Linked DNA regions of Mus musculus: region 1 is linked to region 2. Evidence: chromatin contacts called from public HiCAR-type data. All regions are on one chromosome and are shown on one strand. The core of a region is the stretch at or near the end of the contact, and the rest is flanking DNA. Distances in the headings are between cores, read along the strand shown.

Region 1 (7,258 bases), core at 2,252-4,751, 140 kb before region 2:
GTTCCACTGAGCTTTTCTCTTGACTTAGAATATTTTCCTCCTATTGCTGTCTTCCTCTTGGGATGCTCTCACATGTCATGGAAAAGGAAACCAACATTTATGTATATTGGTTCCATGGTAGACAGCTGAGAGGTGTGTTGACTCGTGGTAGTTTCAAACACAGCCTGCTACATTGCAAGGACCGTTTCTCTGTCTCTTTGCACGCTTTCTACCAGACTGTGGCCAGTGCTGATTGTGGGTACCAGATGCTGGCTAAGTAGCATCTGAGTTACATGGAAAGGGCTCCTGAAGTATTCCAGTAAGGTTTTAGAAACAGGGAATGAGATTAATGGTGATAGCTGCTAGTCTCCAAGTGAGAACTAGACAGAAATGTCAGGTTTTAAGTAAATTAGGGTCATGGTAGAGCCATTAGGAAAGGCAAAAGGACTGGAAGGAGGATAGTAAAGCCACCTAGGTGGTGTCCTGCGCAGCAGCTGTTCTTTAGCACCTTTTACTCCAGTGCTGAATGCTATCCACCACACAAAGAGCAATATTTGAGAGTGAGAGGGTTGGTGTCACATTATTGATGCTTAGACTCAAGAGATAACAATTGTTTTGTATGGTGATGGTTCTCACCTTACAACATATTCATCCCTTTTCTCACTGAGAATATCATGACATCTTGAGTTCCATGGTCTTGACAACTGCTCCCAGCCTCACTTGTCATCTTGAATTTCATATTGTCAGTCTGTGATTTAAAACTTTGAAATTGAACTCTTTCTTTGACTTATTTATGAGGAGAGGAGTTTATATACATTAGGTTTTTGTGGATTCCATTTTGGATCAAATATTTGACGTGGAAGGCTGTCTAGTACTTGGAAATCTAGAGTTGTTATTTTAACTGTGTAGTCCTTATAACTGCTGACCATCGTGCAATACAAAAACACTGGCAAAAATGTATTGGCACACTGTATCTCCCAGCCATGGCCATGTATGGGTAAGTGTTTGTGACTCTTTTCTGCCGAAGGTCAGCAACTGTAACCTGTATCGCCTTGGCAAGAAGAAGGGACTGCCCAGCCGCATGGTGGTGTCGATATTCGATCCTCCTGTGAATTGGCTTCCTCCTGGTTATGTGGTAAACCAAGACAAAAGTAACTCAGAGAAGTGGGAAAAGGATGAAATGGTAAGCTCTCAGCATGGAGCTTTTTGTTTGTGTTGACTGAAGAATGTTGTTTTTTGTTGTTTTCTTTCTGCTGTACGTTTGCCATGTAGTAGATATTTCATGTGTTGGCAGGCCGTCTGTGACTTCAGAAATAGTGTTGGTTTTGGTGCAGTGTGATTTCTCTTACCTCCCCTCCCCATTCCAGAGGCATAAACTTCTGTTATGTTTCCACTTAGAAATAAAATCAGAGCCCTCTCAGATTCCTTCCCTCTCATGTTACAGTGTAGCCTTAGCCATTTGCTGGAGTGACTCTGCAGTGACCTGTGATCTCCAGGCTGTGTCTGGAAGAATTCAGTTCAGCACAGACTAGCTTGGGCAGTGCTAGCTTGGAACTATTTCCTCTTGCCAACCTGACGACAGCTCGCCGCCGCTGTATGGGAAGGTTGCAGTGTACTACTATAAAGACTTTAAACCGGGCCACAGACTGGAGAATTCTCTTTAGTAGCTACAGCTTCCTTTGTCTTGTCCTCAAGCCACCAGGGGGCAGCCCGGAGGCCTGGACTCCCAGCTTGTGGCTGGGGGTCAGTTGTCTTGTACTTCTTTGAAGTTCTCATCTGTTCAGGCGTCTCGCTTGCCAGATTTATTTTGTATTGATGACAAATGGGCTCGCATTATTTCATTTTTACTTCAGGCTTTAATGATAATGCCGTTTCTGTTACAGGTTTGTGACTAGTATCTTCCCATGCCTTGTTTCTGACATTTCTGTCTCAATGAGTCCTAAGTGTCTGTAGGTGGTGGGTCTCTGAGGCCTGCTCTGATGTAGGCCTGCTTGCTGAGTTTATTTATAACTCACGTAGGATTTGACTTATCACAGAAATGCAACTTAGCTGGAAAACATTAAGAGCATTTTAATGCAAATTAAGTCTGAGGATGGCATTTGCTATTAATTTATAACACACACACATACACACACTCTCGAATACATGATGCACACACTCACACACACTTAGAAAAGTGAAGAATTTGAACCTTAGAAAAAGTACTTCATTTTTACTAAAAACAGGCCAGCAGGCCTCCTCTTCTGTCTAATATTTGATCCTTTAGGTAGCAGTGACATGCCAGGGCATTCCTGCGTTACATGTTACAGCGTGGACTTGTGTTTTCTGTCCTTTTCTGCTGACTCAGTCCTTCGTTCCTAGCACACACTCTCAGACTTTCATCTGGTGCCGTACACATAATCACTAGGGAGTCCCAGAGTCGGAGTGGTTATGGACGCAAGGTCCTTCCAGTTCCTTCTGCCCCTGGGTCACAGCTCAGTCTCTGAATGCCTCCTAGGAGAGAGAGTGAGAACAGTAGACTGTACTATCAAGAGATACACACACACACACACACACACACACACACACACACACACTTTTCAAATGCCTTTTGTGTTTTGGAGAGCATCTTTGAAGTATAACTCCTTGTGAAAATGAAGAGTCTGCACAGTGCCAGGGATGTAGAAGACAGCGCAGGATCACTGGGTGACAGCACCATGTTACAGGGCATGATTTATGCAGGAACTCTGCAGTTTACAACCTCAGGCTAAATAATGTCAAGTTGGCCCATCTTGTCTTAAGACCTAAATAATAAAGCTGATGTGGTGGCACATGCTTTTCCCATCACTTGGGATACAGAGGTAGGTGGGTCTCAGAGTTCAAGGCCAACCTGGTTTTACATAGTGAGTTCCAGGCCACCCAAGGCTACACAGTTAGATCCTGTCTCAAACAAAACAAACAGAAACAGACATTAGTTAAAGTCTTTCATGTTATCTTGGAAAAATGGGATAGTTTCTTGAGGTTTGCTGATAGCTGGGTACTTGGTCTGTACAAGGTGTCTATTCACCTTGTAGATACTGGTGCCTGTAGAGGCCAGAAGAGGGAGTTGGATCACCTGCAACCCTCATTAGAGTTGGTTATAAACTGCCATGTTGGTGCTGGGAACTGAACCCAGATCGCCTGCCAAGAGCAGCCAGTATTCTTAATCTCTGAGCCATCCCTTGGGCCCCTGTTGATGTTTAGTGTTTTTTATTTTTCAAAAAAAAATATTTTTTTTTGGTTTATTTTTTTAGTGATTGCATGTGGTTACATGGCTAGACTCAAAGCTATTTTTCTTTCAGGCAAATACAGAGTTTCTATCTTTTGTGAGTCTGGTTTAAACTGAGATGTATGCTTGTTTTAAAGTCACATGGAAAATAGTTTGAAAGCGTTTTGTCACAATTCCCTGGAAAGTTGTTCCATTCAAAGTTGAAGTTTACAGTCCTGCATTTGCCCTCAAGTAGGGTGGTGGCGCTGTGTGTGACTTTATGGCATTGCAGAGATTGGGTGGTATCTTAGCATTGCAGAAGATGAGGTCACTGCTGAATCATAGCCCATTATTAAAGTTGTCACTCACAAACAGCTTTTGTCAAAGAAATTGGATTTAGCAAAGATTTTGACAGAAATGGGATTGTTTTGTTCCATTTTAGTCTAATTTTTCTTCTGTTTTGTCAGCCTGCTATGACCTGTTGGCCTGAGTACCACAGCTCTGAACAGAGGGCGAAAGAATAATTTCCCAAATTCATATCCTCTTTCAATGGGCTTGTTTAGTTTTTAGTTTTTAAGCAAAGCAGTTTAGTTTTACATTGGAGCAAATGTTTTTTGATTTGAAGTGGAAGTAGAGAGAGAAACTGTTATAATGCCCTCCTATAGTTTTTAGTGATAAAGGGTTTTAAAAATAATTTTGTCTGCTTTTATATTATGTTATTAATTGTAAAGATAGTGCTCTTTCTACATCTGGAATTTCATTTTGTTGGTTTTGAAAGTCAAGCAACCACATTCAAATGCTGATAGCCAATGGAAGATTCCGCTCGGCACCGCAGGGCTCGGCTATCCTTGCAGTCTGGCCGCTCACTTGACATCTGCATGGTGGATATCAATTTAACTTCATCCTTGTTCAGAATTCTTCACTTACAGATTTATACTGGATAAAGGTCATTTTATAACTTAGAAAATGAGCATTCAAAGAGCATGTTTGACTTTGTTTATATGATTAAATAACTTATTTTATGTTAATTGAAAACAAATGGCCATGATTTTTAAAAGTTGCCTTTCAGTATTTGTGGTTGTCATTTGAAATTATCCATAACCCTTGCTTTTATTGAGTTTCAAACCCTTTTAAAAACAGCAGCTCTGTCTCTCCTCCTTCCCCGTCCCCGTTTCAGACAAAAGACTGCTTGCTGGCTAATGGCAAACTGGGTGAGGCCTGTGAGGAGGAGGAGGACCTGACGTGGAGGGCCCCCAAGGAGGAGGCCGAGGATGAGGACGACTTCCTGGAGTATGACCAGGAGCATATCCAGTTTATAGACAGCATGCTCATGGGCTCGGGCGCCTTCGTGAGGAAAATCTCTCTGTCGCCCTTCTCAGCCTCCGACTCTGCATACGAATGGAAGATGCCCAAGAAGGCCTCCTTGGGCAGTATGCCGTTTGCCTCGGGCCTTGAGGATTTTGATTACAGCTCTTGGGATGCGATGTGCTATCTGGATCCTAGCAAAGCCGTTGAAGAGGATGACTTTGTGGTAGGTTTCTGGAATCCATCAGAAGAGAACTGTGGCGTCGACACAGGGAAGCAGTCCATTTCTTACGACTTGCACACGGAGCAGTGCATTGCTGACAAGAGCATAGCGGACTGTGTGGAGGCCCTGCTGGGCTGCTACTTAACCAGCTGCGGCGAGAGGGCTGCTCAGCTCTTCCTCTGTTCGCTGGGGCTGAAGGTGCTCCCAGTAATCAAAAGGACCAGCCGGGAGAAGGCCTTGGACCCTGCTCAGGAGAACGGAAGCAGCCAACAAAAGAGCCTTTCAGGGAGCTGTGCCTCTCCAGTTGGCCCACGCTCCTCTGCAGGGAAAGACTTGGAGTACGGCTGCCTGAAGATCCCACCGAGGTGCATGTTTGACCATCCAGACGCAGAGAAAACCCTCAACCACCTGATATCTGGGTTTGAAACTTTTGAGAAGAAAATTAACTATAGATTCAAGAATAAGGCTTATCTTCTGCAGGCTTTTACACACGCCTCCTACCACTACAACACTATCACTGGTAAGGAGCTCCAGGGCCACTCTCCTGTCCCAAAGCAGGAGACTTTGTGTCTTGTTTTGGTCTTACACAAATAAGATCTGTGCATGCACAGTCTTAGTGCTCAGTACGGATGCATGGCTGGGGGAGGAAGTAAAAGAAAGCAGAACTCTAATGCCCCGTCTGCTGGGGAGTAAGACTGCGTGGTGATGTGAGTGCTGGGTGTGGCTCCTGTATCCTCTCACGCATGGCATCTTACATGCTGCATGTGTAGAAATCCAAGCTCTGGTGTTTGCTACCTAAATACCTTTCTTAGGCTCAGTTGTGGCTTTAGCTTCTTGTTTTACTCACATATGTGGCATGTATTTCTTCATCTTTTTGTTGTTCCTAAACGAAAGGCACCTCTCTTGTCTTTTTAAATCTAAAGATGAGAAATTTAAACAGAACCATTCTATAGGAAGGGGTCATTGCTTCCCACTGTACAATGCTTTTTTTCCCTCTTGATACCTAAGAGGGTCCCTAGAACCAGACAGCTTCAGCTGGTGAACCCAGATAAAGCTTATCTCTTGCTTTCTGTGTGAGAATATCAAGCATATCAAAGCAAAACAAAAAGCTTGTGTGTGGTTTGGATGGTAAAAATCATGTAGGTTAAAGCTGTTTGCAAAATATTAATCCTGACAGTGACGGTCCAAAGTAAAGCCTGCTTTTCTTTGTGGAGAGGAAATGGTGTGGTCTCCATCCATTGCTGGAAACTCTGAGGCCTGGGCTCTAGCCTGGCTTGTCTCTTTTTGCCTCTTCCCCACTGGATACTCTGGAACAGGTCACTTCTGTCCCAGCCTCATTCTCTCAGCTCAGTGGATTCTTTTAATGGCTTTGAGGAAATCAAGGTTCTGATCCGCCCTGGACGCGTTTTCATTCTGACAAGCATTCTTTTTGTCTGAGTGTTGTGCCCTAGCACACAATTCTTTCTTAGTCCCTAGGTTTGTCAAGTCCAGTGCGTTTGAGTTTGAGTTGAAGAGTCATGTTTTCCCTGCTGCTGTCCCATGTAATATATAAGAGGGAAGTATTAAGGAATTATGTCACTTAGCACACATTGCAGAGTGTGGCTGACACACTGCCTCGATGGCAGTGGACAGAAGGCATGTGTGCCATGGATGGCTTTCCTGAGATGCCAACATGGTGAGAGAGATGGTGGTGGAGGGATGCCCAGTGCCCGCCTGGCTGGTATAGTGCCCAGGGAAAGGAGAGCTATGACTTGGATTGCATCTGGAAAGTGGCTTTCCCCCCCTCAAAAATAAGCATATTATTTGGGCACTGGAAATTATATGACCCAATTTATGTATAATATGCTTTCAATTACCATTAAAACTTCCAGGTGCATTAGTGAGTATATGCCCAATAATTTCACTAAGAAAGGTAAATGAAAATGTTCCTCAGTAGAAATCTCAAGGAGCCTAGGACTGCAGCTTTTCTGTCGGCTCCCGTGCAGATAGTGTGCAGAAGTGCATGTGCTCATGCAGGCTCATCATTGCACTTTGGATCTCTGCGCAGATTGTTACCAGCGCTTAGAATTCCTGGGAGATGCGATTTTGGACTACCTCATAACCAAGCACCTTTATGAAGACCCACGGCAGCATTCTCCAGGGGTCTTGACTGACTTGCGCTCTGCCCTTGTCAATAACACCATCTTTGCATCATTGGCTGTGAAGTATGACTACCACAAGTACTTTAAAGCTGTCTCTCCTGAGCTCTTTCATGTTATTGATGACTTTGTGAAGTTTCAGCTTGAGAAGAACGAAATGCAAGGAATGGACTCTGAGGTTAGTGCTGTTTAAACTGTGAACTCGGTGCTGAGGGAAGCAGCCGACTGCGAGTTTGGGCAGATTGAGTCCTGACTCCTGGCTGTCCAGAGGGATAGTTGCAGGCCAGGACCAGGGTGCCCCCATGCTGCCTGATCTCCAAGCGAGCCGAGAATGACTTGCCTTACTCAGGTAGGCCTTTGAGATGGGGCTGCCCACCCCATGGACCA
Region 2 (6,936 bases), core at 553-3,052:
TTCTTCCTTTCCCTGTGCTGAGTTTTCTGCCGTTGAACCTACTTGTCAGATCAGGCCAGGCCTCTGGGCCAATCAGATAGAACTACAGAAATCAGACCTCCCTCTGGAACTAGGCACCAAGAACAGGATAAAACTATGTCAGCTATGTAAACAGACATTGGGGAAATGTCAGTCATTTCCAGTAGCATCCCCTCTTTAAAAAAAAGGGGGGGGGTGGGCTTCTGGCCACATTAATAAAGGCTCTCGGACTCGTGGATGGGGAACCTGGGCTACGGAGTAAAAATGAGCTTCCAAGCCGGGCGTGGTGGCGCATGCCTTTAATCCCAGCACTCAGGAGGCAGAGGCAGGCAGATTTCTGAGTTCGAGGCCATCCTGGTCTACAAAGTGAGTTCCAGGACAGTCAGGGCTACACAGAGAAATCCTGTCTCAAAAAACCAAAGGGGGGGGGGGCGGGAAGAGCTTCCAGGGCTCATTAGCAGTTGCCAGCTCATAACCCACCTCATTTTGTTTCCGCAGCAAGTAAACAGCATAGGTGAAGCCACCGTGGGAAGTGGTAGCTGTTCTCACTGAGACAGAATCTGGTAGAAGCCAGCGCTCTGGTCGTCTCAAAGATACTGTTCTGAAGGAGGCTTCACACCAGTCACCAGCCATCAGCCACCGCACACGGCGAGAGAGCACCATCTCCCCAGAGGTCCTTCCGATCTTAATTTAAAACCTCTGACGAACCTTCAAACGGTGGGGAAAGTGGGTTATCCTACACAGCTGATAGCTGCCCTTCTGTGATCCCTCGTCATGGCAACTCTCTGCCGCTACAGGTGGGAATATGTGGGTGTGAACAGGTGTGCGTGTCCTCCCTGCAGCCCTTGGGCACCTTCCTCAGCAGCATCCTGTCGTGGCGCAATCCCCAGCTATAAAGAGAGCATTATCCAACCAAACCAGAGGGCAAACTTTCCCAGCCTCAGATTCTTCTAGACTAGTACTTTTATTACACTTAGTTATTCATTGTGGGAGGGGACACATGCCTGTGGTGTGAGGAAGATAACTTAGGGAGTTTGTCCTTGGTTCCCACCATCTACCATAGGGGACCCAGAAATCAGGCGCGCCACACACTTGTCATACAGCTGGCTAATGGTAAACACAGTAGGATAATTTGCATCTCTTTGGCTCTCAGGGAAGGGCTTGATGAAAATTCAAATATTTATTGAATGTGCTATCCTTCCATAACACAGGAGAGAAAACTGAGGCTCCCAGGTGTGAGATTCCCTGTTCGGAGCTACTGTCGACAGGTCTGCATTCCTAGACACAGTATGTGTGGCTCTTTGATGTTCATGTGGCCTGTGGCCTGGGCATGGTGCTAGACACCCAGAGACTCTGAGGAAGACATGCATCTCCGTTTCTAGCTAGCCTTCATCACTCCACTAAGATCGTGAAAAATGTAAGTCTTGTTCCGGGCAGCAGCTGCAGGCAGTGGCTGTCTTCCCCCCCTCCAGATAGCTGAGCATATAGGTGGGGTTGTGGAGATCTGGAGGCTTCCGGCAGCCTTTTAAGCCCTCTGGCACAGATGTCCACCCTCTAAAGAAAGCACGTACCCAGATAACAACCATCTGCACCCTGCTTTGCAGAGCACGTCTGTGCATGCTCCGTGTGCGATCTCTGGAGATGGAGCGGGACATAAATCTGCATGTTCAACGAGCAGAGGATATGATATAGGCTCAGATTCTCCGAGTGACTTGCCCCAGCCCTCCAGCTACTGTGAGGGCAGAAGTGAGTCACAGGCCCACGGCCAAGTCCCAGAACCTTTCTCAAACTGTCCATCCGGGATTTGCAGGAGGCAGATCCTGGCCCTGCGCATTTGAAGTTCCTCCAGGACAGCAGGCACACCTCTCCCCCTTTTTCCATGTTTTACTTTTTTTGCAAACTGTGGACAGGAGTTTTCGGGAATGTTCAGATGGGACAGCTGCAGACAATGTTCTCTTCCTAGTTCCCTTTAGCCTGGATATGCAGTCTGCATGGTGGAGAGGTATGTGGGTCAGGTCCCTGTGAGGCCCACTCTGAAGTCATGGGTGAATGACTAAGTTTATTTGGGAGATGAGCCCAGGAAGTGCAGGCCAAGCCGAGGTCGGGGGAAGAAGGAAAGCCAGGGAACTTGACACTGTACCAAGTAAGTTACCACTGCAGCCTGGGCCTGGGGGGAGACAGTACCGCTGCAGCCTGGGCCTGGGGGGAGACAGTACCGCTGCAGCCTGGGCCTGGGGGGAGACAGTACCGCTGCAGCCTGGGCCTGGGGGGAGACAGTACCATTGCAGCCTGGGCCCAGAGGGACCAGAGTCACGCAGAGTGGTACCCCGTTTGAGAGGTCTTTCTCCCCATGTCCCATCCGTCTGTCCATCCAGGCTGCAGCCCTCCAGGGTGCCGTCTCACTCTAAACCTCCATGTTCTTCAGTTCATGCAACCCCAGCAAGCCCCAAGGTGGAGACTCCTAGCTGCTTGCATTCGACTGCTGCTGGAATATGCTGGAAAGGCAAGTGGGGATGCCATTCACCATATGTGAGGGCATACATCCCAAGACCCAGGAAAGGGCACAATAGCTTTAGAAAGTACCAACTTCTATATAAACTATAATCTTCCAGTATACACATACCTGCAATGAAGTTCCAGTCATGAATTAGGCACAGGCTACTCCCATCAATACCAATTAAAAGAGGACAGTTGTAACAAAGTATCACAGGAATGACAGGGGTGTCCCTGTCCCTAAAGAGTCAATACAGATATTCACCCTTTTGGATTGTGACTGACCAAAGCTTCAGAAAAATGGAATAGGAGGCTCAGGGTGTTGGGTGTGGGAATTGTAGGTAGTAGGGCTTGAATAAATAATTGAGTTTGGGAAATCTTTATTGACTACATTTACAGTTTTAATTTTAAACGCTTTAACGTTAAATATGCATACCACAAATTTTACCCATTTAAAAAAAAATTGAGGTGTGATCTCATACAGCCCAGCCTAGCCTTGAACTTACAATGTGCCTTAAAATGTCTTTGAACTTGTGATTCTCAGGTCAGTATCCCCTGGGTACCAGTTGAGATTACCAAACAAGTTTGGGTTACAAGTATGGGCCGCCTTCCCAGCCATAGTACGTGCTTGGACTTGAACCTAGGACTTCATGCGTGGTAGTCAAGCATGCTCCGGACTGAGCCACATCCCCAACTCTCTCTGCTGACTATTTTTATGCGTACAGTTCAACAAGATGAAGACCCATGCACTACCATGGTCTCTCTGGACACTTAGTGTGTATTCCCACCTCACCAACCCCTGCAGCCCTGACAGCCATGGCCTACTTCTCTGTCTTTAAATTTGACTCTCCAGGTGTCTCATGTAAGTGGAACCACGTGGTATCTGTCCTTTCATATCTGGCTTGGATGGGTTAATTGCCAAAATGTGCATGCCCTGTTGCCTAGAGTTGAGGTCCCAAGACCCTTGTATTTCCGAAGACAGCAAAGTGACGGTGCTGTGTGATGAAGGTCTCAAAATTTTCATGGTGGTATTGTATGTTGCGGTGAAAAGGCGGGTACCACCTCCATCAGAAGAGGGTCCTGAGGGAAGATGCAGTTTACTTCAGTGGTCTGGGGAACGATGCAGCTGTTTAGCAGAGCAAAAGATGTAGTCCGTAAGAATGGCCAGGAGAGGTGAAGTTTCAGCCAAGACAAAAACCAAGCCCTTCAAAGACCCAGCTATGCAAATCCCCGAAGCAAGGTAAGAGGTAAGTTCAACAAAGAAAGACTGGATTTTGTTTAAAAGAAGCCAGGTGTGGCCGTGCACTCTGATTCTCTCAGCACTGTTGAGGCTGAGGCAGGACGGAGCTTGGGCTTCTGGCTGCTCTGTGCTGCACTGTCAGATTCTTGACTCCAAGAGAGAAAGAAAGAACAGGAAGGAATAAAGATGGAGGAAGGGGGGGGAAGTATAAAAGGATACAGGCATGTACCATATGGTCTGCAGGGATGCAGCCATGTACTGTGTGCACTGCAGCTCTGCAGGAACGGTAGGCGAGCGGATTAAGCGTGTTGCGGGGAAAATGGATCTGAGCAGGACTGCCTTTAACATTGTCTTTTCTTAAGAATGGATAATAATGTCGATTTCTTCTGAAAATATAGCTCCTAATAGTGAAGGAACGCTCTCTCGACATCACAATGCAGTCATTTACATTCGGCTACATATAACAGTGAACTGGATGTGTGTGTCTGTCAACAGACAGATACGGGGAGCTGGCTCAGGAGTTTGGGGCATCTGTTGCTCTTGCTGAGGATCCAGGATCTATTCTCAGCACTCACATGGTGACTCACAACCATCCGTAACTCCAGTTTCAGGGGATCCAAAGCCACCTTCTGACCTCTGCAGGTACTACACACATGTACGCATATATATGTGCAAGCAAAGCACTCATGCATATAACAAATAAATCTGAAACAAAGTTTCTAAGACATACACAAAGATACTCATGACAACAATAAACATTGGCTAAAAGTGTGAAATACCTGCCTATCCAGTATATAATGGGTAGAGTTGGGGATGCTGCTGTCAAACAGGTGCAAGGCTCTGGATTCCAGGCTTCACTCTTAGCATGGAGTGAAGAGGAGGCAGAGGTGGAGAAGGAGGAGGAGGAGGAGGAGGAGGAGGAGGAGGAGGAGGAAGAGGAGGAGGAGGAGGAGGAGGGAGAGGACTGGGTGAGGAGAAGGAAGAAAAAGAAGTGAGGGACAGGAAGAGAGGGAAGGAAAAGAAATAGGGAGGGTAGGATAGGTATGGTGACAAGAAAGGAAGAGGAGAAGAGATGAGGGGGTGGGACCAGACAGGGAGGGGAGGGAAAAGAAGGCGGGACAAGTCCAAATAGAGCAACAGTCTTTGTTCATGGCTGTCCCTAGGAGAAGAGCAATGTCTACTGAGACAAAAGAGAAACTGAGGATATCAACCAGGGCGGGTGAGGGGGCCCCAGCCCTAGGCCCAGCTCCACATTTTCACAGGCAGTGGGTCAAAGGGAGGAGAAATCCTATGCAGGACCCATGTCCTGGGCTCAGGCCGAGTGCTGGCTCAGCATCCCCTGGCTGGTGCCCCTTGGCCAAGCTCACTGCCTCTTTGAGTGTGTGAGCTGGCCCATGGCCCTGGCTGCCACTCAGCTCGGCCATCAGGAGATGCCAGATGTCCTGGTAGACACCCACTCGCTATGGCCGCCTTCCCTGGCTCTGCAGAATGAGACTGGAGGGATCTGCTTAGTCTCTGGACAGAGGGATTTTGACAGGTGAAAGTATTTGAGAAAGAAAATCCTTCTGCTGCAGAATAGATGGGGAGAATTTCTTTTAAAAAAAATCAACCTTTCAGCTCAAGCAGGCCTTCAGTGAAATATAAGAATTTCTCTGATTATGTATCTAATATTGAGCAGAGAGGGGAGGGAGCAGATAAAAGGCGCTCCCCACTGAACTGGCTCTTGCCATTTCCCACACGCCGTGTTTATGATTATGGGTTTAGAGTATTTTCCTTCTTGGGTTTCATAAAGGCCGGCATCCACTCACACGGCTCGCCCCTCTGCCCTCTCCCTGATATTTCACAGCGGAGCAGGGGGAGAAAGGGTCAGCTGACCCTCCGGTGGCTTTGCACTACTGGCAAGTAGCTTGGTAAGCAGACTCTGAAGCCAAGCGACTCACCAGGAGCCGGGCTCCACCACATTTCCCAGAATTCCCCTTTGCTTCAAAATTTCATTCTGTCATGGGAGAGGCAGACTGCTGAAAGAGGTGTGCATCTCTCTCTCTCTCTCTCTCTCTCTCTCTCTCTCTCTGTGTGTGTGTGTGTGTGTGTGTGTGTGTGTGTGCACATGGGTATGAATGTGTGTGCATCTGTACATGCGTATGGATATGTGCATGCAAGGGGTTGAGTGTGTAGAAGTGTGAGAGGGTGTGTGGGTAGTGGGAGACCGCCGACGAGGAAAGCTAGAAGAGCAGCAGCAGGGTGGCTGAAGAGGCTAAGGTGGCTCGGAGATGGAGCTTGGTGATGGGCCATCCTGTGATCCTCACAGCACAGTTCTGGTCATGAGTCCTCTGAGCAACCTGAGAGGCAGGAGCCGTGGTATCCAACACACATGGGAGAAAACTGAGGCTTGGAGAAGCTGGAGGCATCGACCAGAGTCTCACATGGGGAGATCTAGCCTGAGCTGCTCACTGGCCTTGTCACAAGTACAGAACAAAACTGATCACATACCAGGATGCTCTGTTTCCACCAAGACCCCATATGTTCTTGCAGTTGCCAACGATGACCTCATGGGCTCACCACGCACAGGTGTTATTTGCCTACTCCTCTCTGCTCTTCATGGGCTGAGAAGTTCTTTACTGAAGACCTCAGGGTATCAGTTTCATGGCAGTCAATGGATCAGGTGCAACTATGGAGGTTGATTGTTGAGATGCTGCTGTGGACACGGTCATTTGTCACAAGATCAGAGGACTCCTTAGAAGGTGGACCACAACTCCGTCAGAGCAAGAAACGGCATCCCCAGAGCTTCCTGATTCAGATTCTCTCAGAACACTTTTGGCATCACTTCAAAGTAAAGTAAGAAAAACTCATGCATGAAATCCGTTTCCTGTATGCCGAGAACATACCTGGACAGAACACACCCTGACATGCCAAGAGCACACCCTGACATGCCAAGAGCATACACTGGACACTCCAAGAGCATACCCTGGACACTCTAAGAGCATACCCAGTCATGCCAACAGCAGTCCTCATGTCTGAAAAGCAGACTGGCCCACAAGAGGACAGCAGCCAACGATGACAAGTAACCATCCCTATTGCCCATGTGGGGCTCCAGTTCTGACCAGAACCATTTCAACTTGTCATTTAGGCTTCTTCCAGTCCCACCCTTATTTCCTGGTCAGAGATAAGATCCTTCATGAAAGGTA

What was found. HiCAR-type assays count read pairs that join an accessible place to other places.
Region 1: a HiCAR-type map of fibro-adipogenic progenitors shows a contact between it and region 2, with 2.9 times the contacts expected there. The contact joins two enhancer-like sites. A contact is called at or near these places in 1 of 484 Hi-C or Micro-C datasets (nephron progenitors) and 2 of 115 datasets of contacts at active chromatin or transcription factors (embryonic stem cells and fibro-adipogenic progenitors).

What each region holds. Positions count from the first base shown.
Region 1 is chr12:104,694,269-104,701,526 of GRCm38.p6, reverse strand. It overlaps Dicer1 (dicer 1, ribonuclease type III), which reads left to right. Exons shown (of 27, transcript NM_148948.2): 22 at 1,007-1,162; 23 at 4,383-5,253; 24 at 6,781-7,049. Among named protein-coding and RNA genes, the nearest start is that of Gm31573, 35 kb to the right of the region's middle. Within about 2 kb of position 3,501, at least 11 of the 459 cell types and tissues checked have an H3K27ac peak or open chromatin away from gene starts, as enhancers often do. A contact at or near this core is called in fibro-adipogenic progenitors, where this site is marked.
Region 2 is chr12:104,556,202-104,563,137 of GRCm38.p6, reverse strand. No RefSeq gene overlaps it. Among named protein-coding and RNA genes, the nearest start is that of Gm10000, 86 kb to the right of the region's middle. Within about 2 kb of position 1,802, at least 30 of the 459 cell types and tissues checked have an H3K27ac peak or open chromatin away from gene starts, as enhancers often do. A contact at or near this core is called in fibro-adipogenic progenitors, where this site is marked.